4 separate regions of the Mus musculus genome follow, and all the other regions are linked to region 4. The links are chromatin contacts, called in public Hi-C and promoter capture Hi-C maps. All regions are on one chromosome and are shown on one strand. Each heading gives the region's core, a stretch centred on a gene start, on an enhancer-like site or on the middle of the called end of the contact. The rest is flanking DNA. Distances are from core to core; before and after follow the strand shown. Region 1 has its middle 27 kb from the start of Ptgs2os. Region 2 overlaps Pla2g4a (phospholipase A2, group IVA (cytosolic, calcium-dependent)). Region 3 has its middle 57 kb from the start of Ptgs2os. Region 4 holds the start of Pla2g4a (phospholipase A2, group IVA (cytosolic, calcium-dependent)).

Region 1 (3,933 bases), core at 336-2,835, 110 kb before region 4:
TTTGTTGTACAGAAACATTAATTTGCTTAATGTCCTAGAAGTAATGGGTTTGGGGGATAGAGTATAAATCAGGTTTTTATAGATCTTGAAGGTCTTCTTTGATGTAGCATCTGTATCTGCAGTCATTCAAAAACATTTTTTTTTTGATGTTTTGTTCAAGTTCTGTTTCTAGGATGATATGGGTGCCTGCTTCACCCAGGCACTCAGGGACATGGGTTTGCTTGTGTGATGTGAATAGCTCTGGCTCCTGGGTAGAAAGTCGGGAGAGTCTTATCCCTAACATCCTAGCTTCTCATCTTTGTTTATATGTCTGGATTTTAGCTTTCTTCCCTTGGGAAGCATAGATGATACATGAGATAAGAATTTTCATACTAGGCTTATAGTGATAATTAGAGAATGTTCTATGGAAGACAGTGTGAATATAAGGTGGCTGGTGTTACATAGATACATAAGCTCAAGAAATCTGTATTTGCCTAATTCTCATTTATTTGGAAAGGAATGAGAAAGACATTGCTGTTGAACAAAATGATAAACCCAAACAACATGGCTCCTAATACATAATTCCATTTATACAGGCATCACTCTAGTACAGGAATAGAAACAAGAGCTGAACACGTAGCTCAGCTTGTTGAGTGTCTGCCTGGTGTACACAGCTGGTGTCTGGTTTTTGGCACCATCTAAATCTTACATGGTGGTACATTCCTGGCATCCTAGCCCTCAGGCAATGGAGGCAAAGGAATCAGAACTTCAAAATCATCTTCATCATCATAGGGTGGTCAAGGCTGGTCAGTTAAGACCCTGTCTAAGCAAAACAACACACACACACACACACACACACACACACACACACACACACAAATACTGATTACTTGTGTGTGCACACACAGAGTTTAGTTTAGTTTAGATTTTAGGTCAGTTTTCCATTCTTTCACCAACAAATATTTCTAAAGATGTTACTGAGAAGCAAACTATTTAAAGAAATGTTTAAGTAGATCTTTGCAATCCACTACATACTGGCCAACTAGCCAGATAAGACAGTGAACACCTGTAATCCCAGAATTTAGAAAGAGTCAAGAGGATCATTTAGAGTTTTAGGATATCCTGGGCAACTATAGTAAAACTTAGTCTTAAAAACACAACACAACACAACACAACACAATACAACACAACACAAAAGAGGCAGTGGTGATATACATCTTTAATACCAGCACTTGGGAGGCAGAGACAGGCAGATTTCTGAGTTTGAGGTCAGCTTGGTCTACAGAGTGAGTTCCAGGATAGCCAAGGATACACAGAGAAACTCTGCCTCAGAAAACAAACAAACAAGCAAACAAACAATGCATACACACACAGAAATAACAACCAGACTAAAAAAAACAAACCACCATATACCAATATACCATTCCCTTTCAAAAAGCTAAGCACAAACTAAGTTATAAATCAAAACAATAATTTAAAATTCTCATCATGGACTGAAATAAGGAGAGGTAAGGGTGCTTTATCTATGGCAACATTATTTGCCATCAAAAGCACAAACCACATCCTTCCTAGATAATGAATGCTGAAGGAAGTGAGCTGGGAAGGGAGTGGGCAGTAAACATGCTCTATTAGCTGTTAAAGTAGTGACACTATAGCATCTGACAGAGGTCCGTCTTGGACTAAGATTACCATCTTTCGGCTAGGTAGTTAAGAGTGCTTGCTGCTTTTCTGGAGAATGTAAGTTCGATTCCCAGTATCTTGGCTGGCACACAATTGACTGTAACCTCAGCTCCACAGTATCTGACACTCCTTTGGCTTGGTCAGGCATACACATGCAAATTCTTGCACACAGATACATGAGTACATAAATAAATAATGTAATAAATCTTTAAAAACAGGAACAGTTTGGTGTGGTGGCACCCTCCTTCAATTCTAGCTCTCAAGAGGCTGAGACAAGCAGATCTCTGCAAATTCCAGGCCAGCATGGTCTGTGTATTGCACTAAAGTCAAGGCCAGCAAGTGCTAAAGAGTGGAACCCTGTCTCAGAGAAAGAGGGAGAAGGAGGAGGGAGAGGAAGGAGGGAGAGGAAGGAGGGAGGGGGAGGGGGAGGATGGAGAGGAAGAGGGAGAAGGGAGAGGGAGGGGGAGGGGGAGGGGGAGGCTGATTTATATTTTGGGACCTGTTCGGTGAAAGGATCAGTTTAATAGTCATAAAAGAGTTAGAATCCTCTCTAAAAAAAGCTGGTTTTGCCAACATTTCTTTTTTTTTTTTAAATTAGGTATTTTCTTCATTTACATTTCCAATGCTATCCCAAAAGTCCCCCATGCCCTCCCCCCCTACTCCCTAGAAACTTCTTTTTTAAGCTCCAAATATTACCAACTAACTGTGTTTGTCAAGGTTCTCTCGAGAAACAGAAATGATAGAATGAATACACACACATACACATGTACACACACACACACACACACACACACACACACACAGACAGAGAGAGACAGAGAGACAGAGAGAAAGGGGATATATTATAATGCCATCATACAGGCTGTGGTCCAGCTAATCCAAAACTGCCTATTGACTAACAAAAGCTACAAGAATCTAATAACTGTTCAGTCCACGAGGATGGATGTCTTAGCTGCTCTTTAGTATACACAGGGAACCTGATGAAGTAGTATTATATCTTATAATAATAAATTTGAAATAAGATAGATAAGGGAGCAATATTAGGATGAATTTCTCAGCAAGAGCAAAGGGCAGGCAGGCAAAGAGTGACAGCTTCCCTTCTTCCTTATCCTCTTTATAGGCTCTCACAAGAAGGCATGGCCTAGTTCAAAGGTGGATTTTATAACCTCAAAAGATAGGAACTCAAGTTGAGTGTTCACACTTCAAATGATTTAATTAGGAAACACATCTGACAGGTGTGCCTAGCCACTTGAGTTTTAGTTAAGTGCAGATGTAATCAACAACCAAGAATAATCATCTCATCAACGCAGCATTCAAACTTCTGTGACCATTGGCAACTCCAGCTCCAGGGGACCTGACACCTCTAGCCTTTTGGGTCACCAGCACTCATGTACACAAACCTACATGTAGCCACACATATTTGCATATAATTAAAAATAATGACCATAACTCTTTTTAAAAGGATCTCCTATATGCTTCTCTTGGTGGCACACATCTGTAATTCCAGCACTTGGGAGGCATCAAGATTACCAAAAATATTAGGCCATCCTGGTCTTCAGGGAGCTGAGGGACAGCCCATGCTATACAGTGAGTCCTGGCTTCAAAAGTTCAAAGACAAACAAAAAGTAATTTTCATTGTGTATGAAATTTGTTTATTTATTATTACCTTTACAAAATCGATTTGCTATTATTGCTTAATATGGTGAGAATTTTTTTCCAGGGTGGGTAGTTAAGATAGGGTCTCACTGACTAGTTTAGAACTCACTAGGATGTCTAGGTTGGCCTTAACTTTTGATGCTTTTTCTAGTTCTAGCTCCTCAGCATTGGGACTGGAAGTGTGTGTGTATCATCATACCTGGTACAAGAGCTGAATGGCTTTGTGTTGGCTCTGCTAGATCTTTAACTGACGACTAGGTAGTACATACTTTTTATTTTGATTTTTCAGTTCTCATGTCTTGGGGAATGTGGGTGGGAACAGAGTGCCATTACAGGGCCGAGACTGGCTTGGGATTCACCTTGAGCTCACAGGGATCCACCTGCCTCTGCCTCCTGAGGGCCGTGGATCTTCTCACAATCGCAAGGGTTTTGTAATCTTAAAAAATTTAAGAAAGAAATTAACTGTTAATCATGATCCATCTTTTTTTCTAATAAAATGAACATTACTATAAAAGAATGTTTTGAATATTAACGTTTATGTGAAAACTACCTAGTGCATATCAGGAAATCAACTACTAGAAATATCTGCATTTTTTTCTCAAATGTTTGACCTGGACA
Region 2 (3,991 bases), core at 948-3,447, 70 kb after region 4:
GCTGTTTTGTTTGACCACCAGTGGGAGTCCACTGCTATTACTCCTATCCCACTGTACCATCAACAAAGGATCCAACACTTTACAGGGCACTATTTTGCTAATCCAAAGTGAGCTGGTGGGTTAGGTGCATTCAATGCCTTTGAATTATAGTTCCTTTGTCCTAATAGGTTTATCAGCACACAATTTTACATCAGTGACATCACTTCACGAGAAGTCTGGGAATCATTGGATAAGATGGTGTGCTGGAGAATTTTTATGTCAACTTGACAGAAGCTAAAGTCATCTGAGTGGAGGGGACTTCAGTTAAGAAAATGCTTCTATTAAAATTTGGCTCTAGGCAAACCTATAGGGTCTTATGTTAATTAGTGATTGATGACAGAGAGTACAGCCCATTGGGGGTGGTACCATCCCTGGGCTGCTGGTCCTGGGTACCATAACAGAGTTGGCTGAGCAGTCCACATGGAGCAAGCTGGTAAGCAGTGCTCTTCCATGGCCTCTGCATCAACTCCTGCCTCCAGCTTCCTGTCCTGTTTGAGTTCCTGCCTTGACTTCCCTTAGTGTTGAACCATTACCTGGAAGTATAAGTTGACATAAACCCTTTCCTTCCCAAGTTGCTTTTGGTCATGGTGTTTCATTACCCCAAGTAACCCTAAGACAGATGTCAAGGACATCAGACTGTCAACTATGCACAGTATAGTCCAAATGAAGGTCAAACAATTTCTGGCTTTAAGAAAGAATAGCTTTTTTTTTTTTTAGACTAGGCACTGTGGTGAAGTGACACATCTCATATAGCAATCTTCACAGTATATCATATATCACATCTTCACAATATATCATATACCACATCTTCACAATAGCTAACTTTTAAATGACAGGGTATTTTAGAATGTTCCTTTATTCTTGCTGTTCCTGTTTTAGGCAGTAAGTTCTGTGAAGGAAATACAAAATAAGCAGCTACAAGCCATAGTATAGCTACAGTTGTTTGAATACTTTTGTTAGTGTGAAAGATTGAAAACTTGGGATTTGCTTAGCTAGTACTAATGAAAATCGTGACGTTTAACAGACAAAAGCTATAGAGACCACAGAGACAAAGTGACTTGTTGACAGTGTTTTAAGGAACCTGGGTTATTATATGAAAGCTACTTACTGTCCAGGTCTTCATAATTCTCACTGATGGCTACACGTGTTAACAATGAAAAAAAAAAAGTTAAGTTGAGGAACTGTAAGGTTATAGAGCACAAAGAGGAACAAGCCACAGGAAAAATCGTGTAGCATCTTCATCTTTTAAATCTTGAAAGATTGCCTAGGATATACTCTGGATGGCAGTTGTTGAGTTCTTGAATAAGAGAAGATTCTCAGTAGGAAACACATAAGTTAGTCCAGTTTTATATATTAAAAATGCTATTTCTAAGTGTCCCCTTGTGCCAGTGACTCCAATTGCACTGGCAGACTTGCAGTCCCCACTCACTGTTCAGAATATTCTTTCTTGTCAAGTTCATATTTTGTTCTTCCCAAGGGAGAATTACAGGCATGGTATGGAAATATGACTCTTTCTAAAAGTGACTCTTAACTTTCAAAGTTTCATTTTATTATCTTGCAAGGGTCAGATAAATGCAAATACACTGAAACCGTCATTGTCGTTCCGTTGAGGGATGTACACAATTACTGAGTCAGCATGGTCCTCATTGACCTTTGTTTCTGTCTAGAAGAAATGAGGATGAACAGACCGGGGATAAGAATTCAAAATCATGACTTATTGACAGGGAACAGGTCTTAAAGTGTGTGCATAGTGTGTTATAAGACATTTGAAGACCTCTTTACCAATAGGAAAATAGTGTTTGACTGTGTGGATCTTTTCAGTGTACTAGCTTAAAAATATCTCTGGTACCAGTGACTGTATTTGCTTTTTTAGTTTCATTCTTTTGACATATTCAAGAGAAGCCATGGCTTAGGCACATTAGAAATTAATGTTAAAGTCTGAAATGCTGTTTTAAGCAATCGTTTCTCTACTCTGGTTGCCTATGCTTTCTCTGACTGAACACGTGCCATGGGAGATGTCAAAATTCTTCTCCACCCTGGAATGCAAAGAAGAGGTTTTTAGTTTCCACAAGGGTGCATAATTGGTGCTGCCTGCCTCTTACATCTCTGATTTTGAGAGGAGTTGGAGTTATGATTTGTTCAGAAGGGGCTGATGGTGGGGAGCTGCCTCAGAGATTTGGTCCCCCTTCTTTCTACTGCAGTGTGTGGGAAGAAGCTTCAGTCATTGTCTAAGACCTCACAGGAAGTGCATATTTTTGTAGCTGTTTTAGCTGAATGACATGTTCCTGGTAGAAGATGCAGAGATCACGAATATCAGATTTCCTGGCAAGTCTGAACATAGTGCATGGAGCGGGGAGGCAGCTAAACTTCCTTCTGATGCTCTGTCATCTGCTTGGGCAACACAAGGAAGTTAGGGGCTGACCCATGACGAGAGCCTCAGCAACACATCCTGAAATGTCCCAGATGACAGAAACATCCTGTACCCGCTTTTATGCTGCCTTTACCTGAAGATCCTTGTCTTCTATCTAGGATCAGAATATCTTAAAAGGAACGTGGATAGAAAGGGTATTCTCCTGGTAACACAAATATAGCCCCAAACATGGCATACCAAATTTTAGGTTTTGTTTTATCAAGTCAATGGAACAGTGAGGCACTAGATACCTTCAAGCATTGAGTATTTTAATAACAAAGTGGTGTCAGGAGCTGCCAGTTGAAAATTCAGTTTTTTATTAACTAATCTCATGAGGCACACATTGTGATAGGGCATGAGAGTTTATTTTCTATCCATTTGTACATGGAGATTTGGCCCTTTGGAGAGAAATACACTCAGTCTAATAATGGCAACTTTCATTATTTCCTTGGAACAAAACAGAATATACAGCCAAGTATGATGGGGGCATGGTTGTAATTCCAGAGCACCGTGGCTAAGAAGGAATTACCAGTTCTAGCCCAGCCTAGATTATAGAGGGATACCTTGTCTCAACAAACAAACAGACAAACAAACCCCCAATACCAGCGGCCACTACAAAACAGAATTTGTGTTGCCTATGTCTGATTTATCTTACTAAATATCCCCAATAAAATTATTCAGTATAAAACCTTTCCCACATCCCCTTTTGGAAAGATTTAAGTGGATATTTCAAAATGTGAAATTAGGCATAATATCCTGGGATGTGGTCAGACAATACTCCCATTGATAGATGCTGATTATTTGAAAGCCTGTCATTTTGACTAATATTGAACGACAATTCATCTGGGCATGTATAATTCCTTTTGTCCTAGAATATTTGGAATATTTTTATCAGCTAAAAAAGTAATATCTAAATCTCTCATGGATTAAGATTTGTAAAGTTAGGCAGAGGAAATTTTCTGTGGGTCAGACCCTCCCAAGGTTTTATCTCTCTATTAGTGATTGTATATTTCTCAAAAGAACAAGATTGTCTGATGTCCTCACAGACACATTTGCGTTCACCAAGCATTCATTTGGAACAGATTGCCCATCAGTTCCAAGTATTAAGTCCAGTACACTATGAGAGAAGGTTTAATATAGACTTTATTATAGTTTACTTGTAAAGTCCATTCTGAGAATCATCTGTGAACTCATCTCAAACCTTTAAAAAGCTCCTGCTAGTTTGTCTTCTTCCTATACCATGAGCTCCAAAGTAACAGAAATTCGATAGTAGCAATTGAGCAGTTTTTGCTAACTGGCATAATAAAAGTAGTAATATGATTTTAAAATTATACAACCACTTTCAGGACATTTTCCCCATTAGTTCTTGTGACAGTCTCTAGGGATATTATTTAGTCCTGATACCATCAGTACTAATGTCAGAGGTCTTGCAATACAGCAGAGATGTACTCTCTGCAAAGGCACCGTTTCATAAATTTCGGTTCTGTGGATATTAGCTAATCCCCTTAAGTTAAACAAGATTTGTCCAATAAACTTGATATC
Region 3 (3,936 bases), core at 213-2,712, 82 kb before region 4:
CCTAAACACAAACAACATGTCACAGCTAAGTAAGTATGGGCCAGTCATTTCCCACGTGACCTCCAAGAAGCTGAGTTAGTTATTCATTCATGCTTAGGCTCTGTCATTAATTCCTAACACAAAGTAGGTGCCCCCAAACATTTATCCATCAGTCAAAGTGCTATTAAATGTAATAGCACAAGAAATGTGAACTGTACTTTGGGACAAAAAGCCTAATGAACGAATAAAAAGCTCTGGATAATAAAACTGCTTGAAACAAATTTAGATCACCTCTCAAACAATTTATACTTCAAGTAAAACTGAGACACAAACAGCAAGGATGTTAGGTTGCCCATACAATTCCTGATGGATCTCAAAGGACTCTTTTCCTTTAGTAATTACAATGGATATTTTCTTTAACAGGTCTCAAAAAGGAGCCATCATCATGTGAACTTCTAGTTTCAATATTCAAAGTAGCACATGCTACCTTGGCTCTTCTGTTGGCTCAACCTTACCCCGACATCTAAAGAAAGTTCCACGTCAATCAATCAACCAATTGGAAATCAATGAAAACCTTTGTTCACACATCTGTTAACATTTAAAGATGCTCTATCTTCAGTATGATCAGGCAGACCAGTATGACCTGGCTACTTATTTGTATTTTCCATGAAGCACCGAGGTTCTGAGTGCCGCTGTTCCAGCTGTGACATTTGTGCAAATGCTGGTTCAATTAAAAAAGGAGAACTGAGTTATTTTTAATCAAGGGGCTATTTTTAATTTAGTCCCTAAAGAGTAATTAAATTAGTTGAAAAAAAATCACCCACCACAATCCTGCTTTTTCTTTTCTTATTTGGAGCACACGTGGATCCTATTGTCAGTGAAGCTATCTTTTTCTCTCTAGACATTATGCTACCACTTTCTTCAGTGCCTGTTTTGCTTTGGGTCACAGAGGACCTCAAAGACAGCAAACTAAAGTTGAGAAGACAGCAGCCTTCCTTCACTGAGCAAAAGATCTCATGCACATGTTCCCATAGAAATGGGGTAATAATAAAAGAATCAGAAAGAAGTATCATAGGAGGGAGAGATTGGGAAAAATCGAAAAGCTTTGGAAGATACAAAGGCAATAACCTGTTGTGTTTGGTCTTGGTATCTGTTGGTAGGCCATGTATTCCACACATGAAGGCAGAAGGATTGAGAACACAAGGCCTGTGTTACTAAATGAGACCCTATCCCAAGCCCTCCTGAAACACATAGGACAATATATTTGGGTGCTGGCATGACAGCCATTGTGTCAACCATGGCATTTTTAACTTTGAGGTTTCAGTGGTAGTTTGTAATTTCTCCAGGCCCAGCTCTGTAATTGCTGAGGTATTTAGAGCTGGAATGTTGTCTAGAGGCATTATCTGAAGTGAGATCCAGACAGGGTAAGCATTGAATGTGAGTAATGACGTTGTCAGTTTAAAATAAACACAGGTGCCAGTGGTCCTGTGTTATGTCAATGGTCATGCATTACTATGAAATGACTCCAGAGGCAGGGAAGAGGGAAGGGTCCAGTGGATTCATGGGCAAAGTATTGTGTATCAGTGACCTGAGAAATCAGGACATGGAAATCAAGAGGGCGCGTTCTACTCTTCTGTCTCAGGAAGGAAATAAAGCTCCAAATAAGGAGACTCAGCTAACAAACCCTGAAGATGACACATTTAGCATGAGAGTGCTCCAGTGACAAAGGTCACTTGGTACAGTTAAGAGAACAAGCTCGGAGCAGATGCCTCATGTTATTAAATTACTTACATCTGTGTTTCAGCTCACTCAGAGGTAGAGCTGGAGTTGACGGAGACAGTGCCCACCTTTTCATGAAAATTAAATGAGTTAGTGTTATTAAAATGCCTAGTTGTTGATATGCAATAAAGTGCTCAGAAATGGTAGCTATGTTTCTTTCCAGATACAGACACGGAGATGGTCACTGGACAGTCTAAAATGCTTCACCACCATGGTTCTAGGACTTTTCCATTCCAGCCATGTTAACATCAATTCAATAACAAAACTTCAACTCTTGTTTTTGCCACCCCTGGCCCAGATTAATTATATGATTTTATTATATTAACTCGTGTGTTAGAAAAATAATTACTGTTGATTTTTTTTGTTTGTTTAAATAGGTCTAACTATTTTAGTCTTAGTGGGCCTGGGACTCCTCATATAACTGAGGCTGATGTCAAATGTAGGGAGCTCCTCCTACCTAAGCCTCCTGAATACTGAGGTTAAAGGTACATGTTACTACAACGGGCTATAAGTTAAGGATGACTGTTTTTATCCAGTGGCAAAGTTTACTGACTAACCCACACACTGAATTCTGGGTCTATAGAAGGTTTTTGGCTACTAAGACTTACTCTGTTAGAAACTTCTGGCAAGTAGAAGCAATGGACACCTCTCTAAAGGATGCGTATTCTCAAAATTGCTTCTGAAGAAGCAGAATCTATGTACCTGATCAACTAGGCTGCCAGGTCCCATTTCTTAGGTTTAGAATTTCAGATCCATTCAGGAAACACTTAGCTGAATATCAACTGCAACATCAGTTATATGGAGAGGGGATCCCCTATTCCTCCCCTCCTTCGCCCACCCCATCCCACATACATACCATATATGCCAAAACGCACATCCTGGCATCTGCAAGCTAACTTTGTGCAGGAATTGTTGCTGGAGACATAAGAATGAACCTTCACGTCAGTGGGGTACTGGTAAAACATAAACTACTTTCAGGAGAAAATTACATCTAAAAGTTAAAAGGGAGAGCACAATGTTGTGATAAGACTTTACTGCCTACAGGCTTGAATGAAGTAGTAAAGGGTGGATGGCATTATTGGTATCTAATGAAAGAGACTATGTGCAGGAGGCTGCTTAAAAGGATCATGACTTTCATCGAAGGAATTCAATCAGCTTGGGGCAGTTTGGCAGGAAAGACATACGAGAGGAAACTGCCCTTGTGCCTTTTGTAGTTCTGCCAGTGACTCCTGTGGGCCAAATCCATCCAGTATTCATACAGAAAATGCATTGTATCTGGAGGTGCACATCCAATTTCTTTCTTTGACAGTCAGGGAAAATGTTTTGCATCCTCAACACAGAAGAGAAAGTCCCATTAACAAGTGCACCACTGCTTCTAGTTTCTGTCTGTGCCCCAGAACTGATCCTGTGTCACAGTTCTCCATACCCAAATCCTACCAGGAGAGAGCTGGTCTCTCCCAGGAGTGCTGATACTACTGGAAACACAGGTAAGACCACTACTTCTGCTCTGAGGGACCCGTAAGGAGCCCTCAGGACACAGGAACCAAGAAGCATCCTAGGACAGGATTCTTCCAGTTTCTGTCTGCTTCCAGAGCTGATCCTGTCCCACAACTCTCCATGCCCAAATCCTGCAGGAAGAGAGCTGATCTCCCAGGAGTCTGACATGCCTGTGAGTACATGTGAGACCACCACTTCTGGTCAAATACCTGGACCAAGAGGGACCTGCCCAGAGCCATCAGGACACAGGAACCAAAGAACAGCTGGGGACAGTCTGCACCCCAGAGTTGACCCTGTGTCACAGAAATTCATACCCAAATTCTGCCTGGAAAGTATCAGTCTCCCAGAAGTACTCTCACAAACTTGCAGGATGGACAAGCCACAGTCAGAAAGAGTAAGGCCAGCTAACACCAGAGATAACCAGATGGCAAGAGGAAAGGGCAAGAACATAAGCAACAGAAACTAAGGCTGCTTGGTATCATCAGAACACAGTTCTACCACCACAGCAAGCCCTGCATATCAACACACCAGAAAGCAAGACTCTGGTTTAAAATCACATCTCATGATGATAATAGAGGACTTTAAGAAGGACATAAATAGCTTCCTTAAAGAAATATAGGAGAACACAAGTGAACAGCTAGAAGCCCTTAGAGAGGAAACACAAAAATCGCTTAAATAATT
Region 4 (4,358 bases), core at 1,058-3,557:
GTCTCTCTCTGGAGGGCTAAGATTTAAGGGTCATCCCATGACCAGAAATTTTTGGAAAAAGCGGTTTGCAGTATATATTTGTTGCAAGTTGTCACATTCTTTTTTTTTTTTACTTTACTTACAAAAATAAATGGGATAACTGTGGACTTTGAAGCCATGTGATAAATAAAATGAAATGAAGTCCTGGCATGTGACTATTTTTGTTATTTGGGTAAAAATCAAATTATCCGTTTTGTAGTGTGTCTAACTGAAGAAAAATGACATGAATGTAAAGAATGAGGATTTTTCAAAGTAGGTGCTGAGGCCTGATCATGTATTTTAGAGACTGAAAAGTAGAGAGTTCCTGAGCTTGCAGGCAGTGGTGTTATAAACATACATATAAGAATTCTGTTATTATCTTGGCCCTAGGCAACTGATGTGCTAAAGAAAAACCTTCTAGTGACATCTTTCAAGGCTTGGCTACTTGAGAAATACAGGAAATTTACTCAGAGATAATTCTTTCTACTCAGAATTGCCTCAACACAGAGGCAATGGGCTTAGACTACACACTGTCGTCAGCACATTTAAATTCCAACAGCATAAATATTTTCAAAACCCTGCAGTGCCTGGAAGTCCTTCTGTGAGATGAGTAATGGGGTTTGTGCCCATTGTGACAGAGTCACTAAAATTGGACAGGAATTCCCTGCACCAAATTTAGAGGGATCTTGGAGAGCAAAAAACAACTCGTGAAATTGTTGCTGCAAGTGGATAGAAGGAATTAGGGTAACCTAATTCCTAACCCAAGTGTTGGTGAACACAACTTACGTGTAGCCATATTTTCTGCAGTGGATTACCATATTTATCTTAACTTCGTGAATCTGTCTATTCATACCACATAAACTTGTACTTTGTGATAGAATGGAGGTGTCAGATTTGCCTTTTACTTTACTCATGAATGGAAAAGGAGCCTTTAAAAGTGTAATTGCTAGGCCTGGGTGGCATGTGCTTTTGATTCCACGGAGGTGGTGGCAGGAAAGTCAGGCGTTCAAAGTCATCTGTTGCTAGCCAGTTCAGTTTGAGTCCAGCCTTGGTTGCATGAGAGCCTGCCTCCGACACCAAAAAGGAGTAAATTATGAAACGAGAACAAAAATGCATCCCTCCTTGGTTTATGCTTCAGGTCTTGCCTCCTGTTTTCTGCTTTGAATTTCTACTCTGACTTCGCTTCCTGATGGACTGTCAGGACCTGTATGCCCAAATAAAACTTTCCCTTCACAAATTGCTTCTGGTCAGAAAAATTTATCCCAGCAATAGAAAGCAAACAGAAGAAGAAAAGATGTGCTTTTAAGAAATATTGAGGATATTAATTAGGAGATAAATGGTGGCGTTGTAGAGAGGAAGGGGCTCTGCTAACTGCCTTTGATATGGAGGAAGCCCTGAAGGCATTCTAACCAGGGTACTTAGAGTAACAGGATTTCATGAATTGTCAGGACGTCTGTTTGCCTTGAGATATGGCTTCACTATGTAGCATAAGCTGACTTTGAACTCATACATGTTTTTTTTTCTACTTCCCACATGACAGTTGTGAGCTACCACGCTTGTAATAGATACAACACTTTCTTCACATAGAAGTTATTATATGCTTCAAATTAGATTGCAGATTCTTCCTGATTTGTTGTTACTTCTACGTCGGAACTTATGGGTTCTATTCTCTGAAAGGGCTTAAACAACTCAGAGGCTTTGAGTTTGGGGAGAAAGGCTTGAACAGGTTTGCTTTTCAAGGTTGTCCAACACTGTTCAACTGTAAAATGTATATGCGTTTTGTATTTGCGGTTTGTTTAAAACTTCACCTTTTAAAGACTCTAAAAATTCTCAACATAATGCATTATCTTTTCAACTTCACTTTTAGTCTTTTGGAAAAAAGAGGAAGTAGTGACTGCTTAAGGGCAAGCAGCAGCAGCAGCAGTCTCTCTCTCTCTCTCTCTCTCTCTCTCTCTCTCTCTCTCTCTCTCTCACACACACACACACACACACACACACACACACGCACATGCACACACACACACACACACACACATGCACACACACACATAGGCACGCACATGCATACCCCCAGGACCAGTTAGGTCACATGTTTTTAAAGCATATTTTCATGCACACCCCTAGGACCAGTTAGATCACATATTTTTAAAGTATATTTTCTGACTCGAAAGGCCTGTTTCTGAAAACTAAACATGTCCATTTAGAATGTTAGTCTTCACCAGAGGAGCTCGCTTGAATTCCACCTTAACATCCACAGAGACCAGCCCACTTCTTAGCCCCTCCTACCAGCCGGAGAAGACTTTCTAGAAGTCGGAACTGTGAAGGGCTCCCGACTGAGAGCCAGAAGGCACAGAGAAGCCTGAGGATTCTCATTTAACTCTGGGAACTGTAAGCAATGCATTTACTCTCCCTGCCTGCTTCCTCTTGCACTTTCCATCGCTATCCGTGGGCAGCTTCCCAGGAGGAAGGCAGCCACGCGTGCTAAAACTTCACTTCTTTCACTCCTCTGCCTCTGGGAAAGGTTCACAACGCAGGCTTCAGTTTCCTTCTAAGTGAGGAGGGTTTGGTTTCCTGGGTCTAAGAGCAGATTGGAATAAAGGTATAGGTTGTTTCCTTCAGCGGGTGCTGGGAAATTGAGTCTTTATAGAGAAGTGAGTTGGCGCGCCTTTGTGTCCCACGTGATGCTACCCAGTGATTCCTGACTCCTGAGTTTGAGTGCTGCTTGTAAAGATGTTTAGGGGCAGTTTGGTGACTCATTTAAATTTTAATTGATAAAAAGAGTTATGTTCGCAGAACATTCCTGGGTATTTAATGGGCTGCTGTGTGATGTGACTTATAACACTGAAAAACTAACCTTGAACTAACAAGCACCGCTGCTCTCAGGCTTTGGGTAACTTGTGACAGGACAACAGGTCAAAACAGTTTTTTGGAAAATATTCTATCAAGTTGCACACTTGTGAATATCATTTTAGAACTGAGGTTCTAAAATCTAAAAGATGGAAGAGTGAAAGGGACTTGGTTTTGAAATAAATGACTTAACATCTTTACTTCTTTTACAATTTGTAATGATTTAAATAGATTCATCACTTCAGACACTTGGTTATGAAAAATGCTCCTGATGTTAGCTGTTGGTTTAAACTGCTTTCACTGAAGGCTGGTGGAGAGCAGCATTAGAGATGTGCCACTTAGAAGGGGTGGATTCGCCCGGCATGGTGGCGCACGCCTTTAATCCCAGGGAGGCAGAGGCAGGCAGATTTCTGAGTTCAAGGCCAGCCTGGTCTACAGAGTGAGTTCCAGGATAGCCAGGGCTATACAGAAAAACCCTGTCTCGAAAAACAAAAAACAAAAAACAAACAAACAAACAAACAAACGAAACAACAACATAAAAAGAAGGGGTGGATTTTAGTATTATATTTGGGATTCTAATTTGGGAAAAAGGAGTGTATTTTGTGTTGCTTCTGTTTGTTGAATACATTTGAAATTGCAGTCAAAGAGATTCACAGAGAATTTAATGAAATAGACCTATCCAGTCTGAAATTATATCACAGATATAGTGAGACCTGGCCAATGAAGCTGGTCTCTGTTTTCATTGAGCTCACGAAGAGTTAAATTTTAAATTAAGCAATAATTGTGAAATGCATAGAGAAGTTTAATGGCCTTCTCTCAAAGTTTTACAAAACTTCCTCTAAGGAAAACATATTTTATGGGAAGAGACACTTTCATTTTAACTGTATACGTTTTTAAAATAGCATTTTATATTTATTTTTAAATAGAAAAAATAAAATTATGAAACACATGTCTTAGCCTCTCATAAGGTTCATGTCAGAGAACTAAATTGGCTTGTCTTTAACCCTTGTCTTTCCTACTGTTTTTTCTAGTCCTGAAGCAGATTGTTCGATTGTTTAAATATTAATAAACATGCTTGAGGAGTAAAAAAAGAGTAAGAAAAAAGTTGCCATGTTTGTTTTCCCTTCCTTTCTGTATATCACCACATCTCCCCACAGTATGCCATCATGCTGGTAAAATTATATATATATTTATATATACATAATATATATTTCTTTTTCTTTCTTTTTGATCTCTAACTCCTTTACAAACATTTTGAGGACTCAGGAGTTCTCCTAAGGTAATGAACACATGCTTGTCCAGTGCACACAAATTTGAAAGAAAGAAAGCAATTCACACATTTGCCAAAGACATGGGACATTTCATAAACCTCTGGATTTTCTTATCATTTATCAAAGTTAAGCAGCAAACGCTTTCACATGTGAGTAGGAGCTGCCCCACTGTCATACTGAGAATCTCAAGGGGCACTTGTTCACTGATAGCCACTCTAAGCT

Evidence for each region. Promoter capture Hi-C pulls out the DNA fragments that hold promoters and counts their contacts. A called contact is a pair of places that touch in the nucleus more often than the background predicts.
Region 1: a contact with region 4 is called in a promoter capture Hi-C map of the HPC-7 cell line, with 2.5 times the contacts expected there. The contact joins the enhancer-like site here to the promoter of Pla2g4a in region 4. A contact is called at or near these places in 2 of 39 promoter capture datasets (the C10 cell line and the HPC-7 cell line), 1 of 15 datasets of contacts at CTCF or cohesin (the NIH/3T3 cell line) and 2 of 484 Hi-C or Micro-C datasets (bone marrow-derived macrophages and nephron progenitors).
Region 2: a Hi-C map of bone marrow-derived macrophages shows a contact between it and region 4, with 1.8 times the contacts expected there. The contact joins the enhancer-like site here to the promoter of Pla2g4a in region 4. A contact is called at or near these places in 2 of 39 promoter capture datasets (HPC-7-derived erythroid cells and macrophages), 7 of 484 Hi-C or Micro-C datasets (bone marrow-derived macrophages, epidermal suprabasal cells, granulocytes and 4 more), 1 of 115 datasets of contacts at active chromatin or transcription factors (the HPC-7 cell line) and 3 of 9 other capture datasets (adipose tissue, liver and pancreatic islet).
Region 3: a contact with region 4 is called in a Hi-C map of the C2C12 cell line, with 2.8 times the contacts expected there. The contact joins the enhancer-like site here to the promoter of Pla2g4a in region 4. A contact is called at or near these places in 4 of 39 promoter capture datasets (the C10 cell line, the HPC-7 cell line, embryonic stem cells and 1 more), 1 of 15 datasets of contacts at CTCF or cohesin (the NIH/3T3 cell line), 1 of 484 Hi-C or Micro-C datasets (the C2C12 cell line) and 2 of 9 other capture datasets (adipose tissue and pancreatic islet).

Annotation. Positions count from the first base shown.
Region 1 is chr1:150,070,718-150,074,650 of GRCm38.p6, reverse strand. No RefSeq gene overlaps it. Among named protein-coding and RNA genes, the nearest start is that of Ptgs2os, 27 kb to the left of the region's middle. Within about 2 kb of position 1,585, at least 1 of the 459 cell types and tissues checked has an H3K27ac peak or open chromatin away from gene starts, as enhancers often do. A contact at or near this core is called in the HPC-7 cell line, where this site is marked.
Region 2 is chr1:149,889,682-149,893,672 of GRCm38.p6, reverse strand. The region is part of intron 5 of Pla2g4a (phospholipase A2, group IVA (cytosolic, calcium-dependent)); the gene reads left to right. Among named protein-coding and RNA genes, the nearest start is that of Pla2g4a, 70 kb to the left of the region's middle. Within about 2 kb of position 2,197, at least 14 of the 459 cell types and tissues checked have an H3K27ac peak or open chromatin away from gene starts, as enhancers often do. A contact at or near this core is called in bone marrow-derived macrophages, where this site is marked.
Region 3 is chr1:150,040,802-150,044,737 of GRCm38.p6, reverse strand. No RefSeq gene overlaps it. Among named protein-coding and RNA genes, the nearest start is that of Ptgs2os, 57 kb to the left of the region's middle. Within about 2 kb of position 1,462, at least 28 of the 459 cell types and tissues checked have an H3K27ac peak or open chromatin away from gene starts, as enhancers often do. A contact at or near this core is called in the C2C12 cell line and the NIH/3T3 cell line, where this site is marked.
Region 4 is chr1:149,959,239-149,963,596 of GRCm38.p6, reverse strand. It overlaps Pla2g4a (phospholipase A2, group IVA (cytosolic, calcium-dependent)), which reads left to right and starts at 2,307. Exons shown (of 18, transcript NM_008869.4): 1 at 2,307-2,406.